Regions from separate parts of the Mus musculus genome. Here region 2 is linked to region 1. Evidence: chromatin contacts called from public HiChIP or PLAC-seq data. All regions are on one chromosome and are shown on one strand. The core of a region is the stretch at or near the end of the contact, and the rest is flanking DNA. Distances in the headings are between cores, read along the strand shown. Region 1 overlaps Gm33248 (a long non-coding RNA gene). Region 2 has its middle 10 kb from the start of Gm39095.

Region 1 (3,832 bases), core at 671-3,170:
GCAAATGGCAAGATCAAGTGGAGCCTTCACATTCCAGGCAAAGTCAGGCAGCAGGAGACCCCAGAGAAGGGCTTTTAGCCATAGGACCACGTGGTGTTATGGGTGCACAGGTCCTGAGAATCTGTAGAGTGCATTACAGGCCATGGAAACTGGATCAATACAGATGGATAAGGTAAAGAACAGCATGGGTGGAGACCTGGGGTGTGGCAGCTCTGGCTGGTACATAGCAAGAATTATGGGAAATCCAGGAGGATGCTGAGGCCTGGGTGTCAGGAAAAGGCTCATGCTTCTTGGGCAAGGGGAGGCCACGGCCTGCTTTGGAGGTGTAGCTGGCCAAACCCCAATCCATGCCAGGCCCTTCTTCCATCCTCAAAGCCAACAACTTCAGTTGTCACATGTTCTCAGTCTACCAATGGGCAAGATTTTAGTGGCACAAGAGATTAAGTTGGCCAACCTGGGCAATCTGGTATCCTCCCCATACCATTCCTGTTTGCACAATATCCCATGTAACTTAAGGTGACATAGCCACAGGTTTCATGGTGGGGATGCAGATATTTTTGGTGGCCAATACCCTACCTACCATGAGTATAGCCACAAGTTCTAAGTGCACACAGGTGCACTGGCTGTAGGGAGATTGCTAACTTCAGGCTGGTTCTGTGTCCTTTCCCTTTGACTAGTTCTTGAGACAACTGATTTCCTGACTCCCTACTGACAAGGACATAACCTTCCCCAGTAGCGGCCATTTCTAGGCCAGTATCTCTTGCTCTGGCTTGGGCAGAGCCATCACTTCTTGGCACTCAGAGACTTATTCATTCTCCAGCTCCACATGATGGCTGCCACCTCCCAGGCTTGGAGGACTTAGTGTTAACCCCAGACTTCACTAACACTCATGATTCATCCTTACAAAGAGTCGGGGGCTCCTCTTTGTCCCCTGAGCAGGCCTGATCAGTGCATGCTTGACAGCTCAAAGCCTTGGGGACAAGAAATGAGGAGCTAGAGCCCACAGCTCAGCCATGACTGCAGTATTGGGTTGTGTTTACCTCTTCTGTGCACAAAGGCTCCCTTTGCCACCAGGATTAGGATTCTTCTCCCTCTGCTCAGCTTTAAGCAACATTGAGGGCGCCTGTGTCTGCACCGCAGTTTCTTGGGGCCTTTGGATCTGGATGCCATTTGAGCAATGCAGGAAAAGCAAGAGTTCCCACAAGCTCAGCACTCACAGCTATGAGGACTGTCATGGAGACAAGCCACCTTTCCAGAGACACATGCCACCTTGCGCCTGTGGGGGGCCTCAAGCTCCAGCAAACCCACCATCACTCCCATCTCTGGCCTTCTCCCTCCTCCATGTCTGGTCTCCATTCTCCCATCCCCACCCCATACAGTTCAATAAACCTCCTGATACCAGCTTTCCTAGTCCTAGGCTGGGCATCATGGACTCAAAGACAGAGCAGGTGGGGACTTACAGATCAACCAGATGCACTGTGTTAAGTACCAAGAAGATAATGCATAGGCAAAATAAGAGGGTAGCATCCAACCCATCTAGAAGACAAAGATTAAACCAGGAGGGGCTTCCTGAAGGAAGAGATATCTGAATGGATTGGGAACTCAACCAAGCAGAGGCAGATGAGGGTACTATCGGCAGAGGGACTATGCTTTCTTTCCCTCTACTGACCATCAGATTTTATATACTCCTTTCTTATGGGGCCTAGGAACCTCCCAGTGTATCTCCATACATTCTCCAGTGGTAGTAGGTATAGGATTTACACTAAAATTATGTTTCAACCTCTACCCTGAAGCCAGGAATAAGCCTGGTCATGCTTTTGGCTAGCACTGATCCATGGGAAGTTCTGGGCTACCACCCATGTCTTCCTTCAACGGAGTAGGCTCTGAGCCTGAGCTCCCAGGAGACTCAGCAGGTGGCATTGAGGCCTGCAGTGCAGTGAGGCAGTTGTTCCTGGCAGATCTGGATCCCAGGCATATCTCCAGCCTGGTCCCAGCACTGCCCTTCTCAGTCAGAAGACTTCCGGCAAGTCCTGTTCCCTCTCAGAGCCTCTATTTCTCAACTCTAAAGCTGGAGAAATGTTAGCATTCGCCCCCCAGGGTTGGCGAGAGAAGGACAAGTTCGCCCGCAGCCCAGTGTCTGGTTTGTGTCAAACCACAGTGAATGTACTTCAAAGAGACCATGCAAGGGCACTTACCAAGTGTCAGAAGGAAAGAGCTGCAGGAGGAGCCATCCTCTGAGTCAAGACAAGGGCTGTCCTGACCACTTAGTTTGGGGACACAGGAAGGCAGGGGATGTGAAGCAAACCAGAGGAGAAGCCGGCTGGACCTTCAGGACGACTTAGCAGTGCAAAGGGGGCTTTGAAAGAGGGCTGGAAGGAGGGAGGTAGCAAGCACCTTGGTCTAGTCCCGGGGCACTCCAAACACACAGAGAGAGCCTGTCTGTGGGCTTCTCTCAGATAGAGGACCACCGATTCTCAGCCCCAGAGCGGGGGTGAGCAAAGAGGTGGGCCGGTAGAATTCAGAGGGCACCTTCTTATCTGAAGAAGGTCAGCAGTGAAGCTGGCCCAGGGATCACTTCAGAATGACTTCCCAGAGCCAGCTGTCTACTGGGTTAGTGTCCATTCATATCTAGCTTTTAAGTACTAACCATGCCCTCGCCTGAGGCTCAGCCCAGGGTCTGGGAGACGAAGGACAGTAGTTCCTGTTTTTTCATGTGGTCTGGTGACAAAGGCACATGCACTTTATTTTAGGACAAGACAAACACCAAAGGGCAGTGTTGGACTGCAGGGGGGACCAGGAGACCTTACTGACTCGTCGGCAATAAAGTTTGTGTGGTAGGCTTTGATGACTACTATGGGCATCCTCTGTATGTGTGTGTGGGGGGCGGGGGGATGTTACTCTGCTTTCAGGGGAGTCTCTGACTTCTTTTTTATAACTTGTGGTGAATGGAGCCAGGTCTTCTTGACCCGATACTGAGGGATAAAGAGGGACAAAGGAGCTCCAGGAGATGGCAGAGCGAAGCCAGGGTTCTTGGGAGTCAAGAGAGATCTTGGGGTATTGTTCTGGTTGTGGGGAGGAGAGGATGGTCACTTCTATCCCAATGCTTTGCCCCACTGCTGTTGGTGTCCATGTGGACCCCAGCCATGCCCAGAAGGATCCCAAGAATGATGACGATCCAGAGACAGGGGACAAAAGGGAATTAGGAACGCAGGCCAGGGACAGTTACTAGCATTGCCTGCAGAGCCTAGGAGTCTACTCAGAGAAGAACTCACAGCCTGAGGCTGGCCCCTTTCAGGAATTTGTAATGCGACTCCCTTGTGTGAGGTACAACCATGGAGTCACACATCACTGCTTAGACTCCCGAGCCACCTCCCAGCCTCAGTGCCTTACACCCTTTTTAACTGAGCACTCTGAGCAAAATGCCAAGGACCTGGGTCTTAAACAGGCTCCCCTTGTCCTTCTCTGGTCACTTGAGCATCCATTACAGGCTTTCTGGCATCCTTCAGGCTCTCCTGCTGGCCCTGGCTTGGGACCCTCCTTCTGCCTCCCAGTGCCTCCCACTTCCTGTCTCTCCAACTGTCCCAAGGAAAATGCAAACCTTCTGTGCTCAGCACAGGCATGCCCGTCAAAGTACTGAAACATCATCTTTGTGGGTGGTTTCAGAGCCTGGCTGCCAGAGCCAAGGCAGTCAATGGGACTGCTGACTGACTTTCTTCCACTTGAGAGGGGAGCAGCCCGTGACTGGGATCCTGTTCCGAACAAGGGATGGGGAAAGACAGAGCCCTTGCTCCCTGCCTGTGTTTGTGTGGAGCCTTCAATGCCTTTTCCAGTT
Region 2 (3,637 bases), core at 485-2,984, 110 kb after region 1:
ACTGAGTTGTAACTCCTTAATAGAAATTTCTTACAATGACAAGGAGAAAGGGAAATTGGACTCCTCGCAAAAAAAAATTGCACACTGGGATCACCAAGAAAAGGGACCACTACTGAAAAGGAAAAGACTCTTGGTTCTGACATCTGACTCACTCTTCTCCTTCATCTTGGGAAACATGGCAAGCCATTGAAGTAGCTTACCAGAACCATGACGCAGAAACATTATCTTTAGATGATGTCTCTAGCCAAAAATAATTTCTAAATGGAAAAAATACCATCCAGAGTCATTGCATGCCCCTCCCTCTGCCCCTGAACAATAGAACAAAGATCATTTACAGTTGTACTTGGGGTCTAATCATAACCCGTTCTGAATACAACTGTGGTGGTAAGGAGTTTGCCTGCTATTTTAAGACCATAATTATTTTTTAATAGCACTATCCTTTCTTTCCGTTAAGTCGGTGTCAGTGAACCAGAGCTTGGCAAAAGGCAGCGGAGGGGGGGGGGAGATATACACTGCCAAAAGTTGACTGATAAAAGAAATATGCCTTTATTCTTAATCTCTGTAACCAAAATGAAAGGGCTAAGAGAAACCAGGAAATATAACAAATGACAGCTATTAATTTAGCGGAGGTGTGATTTGCATAGTAATGTCGGAAGTGTGTTGTTGATTATGGCATCGGCTCTGTCATTACAACCCTGAGAAATGTGCAGAGCCCTGTGGCACCTCCCACCATGAACCCATCTAATAGCAAAACAATCTTCAGGGAAGACGTTACTCCATCTTCCCAAACTCACAACACTAATCAGGATATTCTCCCTTTTGAAAGAAATAGTTTTTTCTTACAAGTGTGCATCTGGGGGACAGCATTGGAGAGTAGAGGAGCTTGCGGCCAAGCCTGATGACCAGAATTAGAGCCCTGGAACCTACCTGGTGAAAGGAGAGGAACCACGTCCACAAGTTTGACCTCTAATGACCTCACACACCCCAAGACACAAATGTGTGCCCACTCACAGACATATATAATAAATAAATGAAATAAGCCATCTGAAACAATATATATATTCACTTTATTTTTGCTTAAGATGCTATTTTTCTAACATTCACTTTTTATCGTGGTAGGGAGGTGAGTAGGCACATGCTGTGGGGTGTGTACGGAAGTCAAAGACAATTTGCAGGAGTCAGTTCTCTCTCTCTTCTCATCATGCAGGCTCCAGGGATCAAACTCAGGTTGTCAGGGTTAGCAGCAGGCACCTTGCTATCTGAGTTCCCTTGCTAGCCCAAGCCTCATATGTTATGAACCATCTCCCCCTCCCCATACATACGCACATTTAACTCACATATTGTGGAAGTAGCCACTGGGCTGCCAGTTCTAGGACCTATGCCATGTGACCCTCCTCAGCTGCTGCCTAAAGAGATAACAAGTGGAAATTCTAGAAAAGAAGCCTGAGAAGAAACTACCAAGCTAGAAGCAATAAGTCAGGAAAAAGACAGAACTATAAATAAGGGCTGAAAATTCTAGAAAAAAAATTTTTTTTTAATTTTAGTTTAATTCAATTTGGAGGTTGATTATTTTTCAGCTTTTCCATATTAAACGTGTTTGACCCACAAGTTCAGGGGCACACCTGCTTAATTTTTTTTTCTTGTGCTTTGTCTTTATGGCTTTTGGTTTCCACCTTCCTGTTTAAGGCATTCCCCCAAACCCCCGTCCTCCCGGAAGTTGTGTGTGATTGTTCTCAGCTGGGTGGGTTCACTGCCTCCCTCCCTCAGTCTGTAATCCTCAGCTCATATATCTCCGAACCTCTGCTGTGGCCGCTCTGCTTTCTCTTGTCATCTCTCCCTAAATATTTTTATTTTATTTGACAAACGTTTATAGAAACTAGCAGACACCCTAGGCACCAGCTATACACAGCATGGGGATGATTGAAACAGGCTCCCCGCCATCCCAAAGCATCCTGGTTGGTTTATACTGGACTAACATCACACATACTTTCAGTTTTTGGCCAGCATTGTGGGTGTCAGGGGTGAAGCTGTGTGGGGTAGGGGAAGAAAATGTCCCAGGGACTCCCTCCATTCCAGAGCCAGTGTCAACTGGAAGGGGGTGTACTCCAATGATCTGTTCCCTTAACCTTGCTTACTATAGCACAACAGAATCAGCAGTGATCAGCCCTGGTACTAAAGATGGAGAAACTAGTGTAAGACTAAGATTCACAAATGCTGGATGGACTCTAACACAGTACCTTTCTTACACAGTCTCTATGGTAGGGCTGTTTGTTTGTTTGTTTGTTTGTTTGTTTTAAGATTATATTTTCTCCCCATCTTCCTCCTTGAGTGCGCACGCATGTGGAGGTTAGAGGCCAACTTGCAGAAGTTGGTTCTCTCCTTCCACCATGTGGGCATCCCAGGCATTAAACTCAGGTCTTTGGGCTTGGCTCAGAGCACCCCTACCCTCTGAAACATCTCCTTGGTCCTCTAGGGTACTTTTGGTAAACCAGGAACTTTGCTCTCGGGTGCTGCAGTTCATCTTGCGAGGGCTCTACTCTCTGGTGAAGCTCCCTGGTTGCCATGGCATGGCTCACATTTGGTGCTAAGATCTATGTATTCGGTGCTTGGTTCCTAGCGTAGCTATGTAAGAGATGGTGACATTTTTTAAGAGGCAGAGCCAAGTGGGAGGTCCTTGTAGAAGAACCTGGGTCCTCCTGAGGACCAGCGAGCCAGAGAGCTGTGCTCACAGTGGCCTGAGGATGCTGTAGCCTGGGTGGATTAATTTGCAAGAGAGGAGTAAGGGATTTTCAAGGCACTGAGCCAACAGCCAAGGTCCAACAACATCCCCCCTCCCTCCTTTTTTTCTACAAAGAGCTCCATTCAATGAGTCTCACAATTGAACTTCACTGGCATACTTTCCTTACTTGGTACAGGGCCAAGGCATTTCCCCAAGGAGCCCTGGTCATGTCAGAGGTGGCTCGGAGTTGGTGAAAAGAGATCTGGGTTTAGTGGCTAGATAGTCATTTTATTACATGTTTTCCATTCAGCTGGCCAGGGGCTTATCTTCCCTTTAACTGTATTCTGCTCCAGTGTTGGCGGAGAAACAGGGGAGTGTGTGGGCCATATGCAAATGTCACACAAGCCTGTGCTTCTAAATCCGAAGATACCCCCCAGGTCTGTTTTTACCTTGGGGATAAGTACCTTGTGATATAGCCATTACTGTAGCAGAGTCATGTGCTCATGACCTGACCTAGTTAATTCCACTATAGGGTCTGAACTATGGGGGAGGGGGGGTGATGAGGGAGGATAGACTGATATGCAGCTGGCCAGAAAAAAAGTCTTTTGGGATTTTCAGCACCTTGGCACTTTGTCTTTTATCACCTTATCCATAGGGTTTAAGGGTAATTATGCTACCTACCAAAAAAAAAATCTAAATGAACCTCTTCTGTTATTCTTAAAAGCTCTTTCAAATCAGATTCCAAATGTACAGCTCAGCTTTTGGCTATGATCAAGACTACAAAATGACCTCAGCAGAAGAGCGGGGCAATCCGTCAATCATGTACGCTGCACACTTCAATAGCCGTGCCAACAATAATAACAGTGTAGGTGGGGGCTTCAAAAGCCTGCGCTTCTTATATTAAACTCCCTGTAGCAC

The links. HiChIP or PLAC-seq counts read pairs in DNA pulled down with a chosen protein or histone mark.
Region 2: a contact with region 1 is called in an H3K27ac HiChIP or PLAC-seq map of large pre-B cells, with 2.5 times the contacts expected there. The contact joins two enhancer-like sites. A contact is called at or near these places in 3 of 484 Hi-C or Micro-C datasets (cortical neurons, nephron progenitors and uterus) and 2 of 115 datasets of contacts at active chromatin or transcription factors (embryonic stem cells and large pre-B cells).

What each region holds. Positions count from the first base shown.
Region 1 is chr7:129,688,376-129,692,207 of GRCm38.p6, forward strand. The region is part of intron 2 of Gm33248 (a long non-coding RNA gene); the gene reads left to right. Among named protein-coding and RNA genes, the nearest start is that of Gm33248, 23 kb to the left of the region's middle. Within about 2 kb of position 1,921, at least 40 of the 459 cell types and tissues checked have an H3K27ac peak or open chromatin away from gene starts, as enhancers often do.
Region 2 is chr7:129,798,802-129,802,438 of GRCm38.p6, forward strand. No RefSeq gene overlaps it. Among named protein-coding and RNA genes, the nearest start is that of Gm39095, 10 kb to the right of the region's middle. Within about 2 kb of position 1,735, at least 50 of the 459 cell types and tissues checked have an H3K27ac peak or open chromatin away from gene starts, as enhancers often do.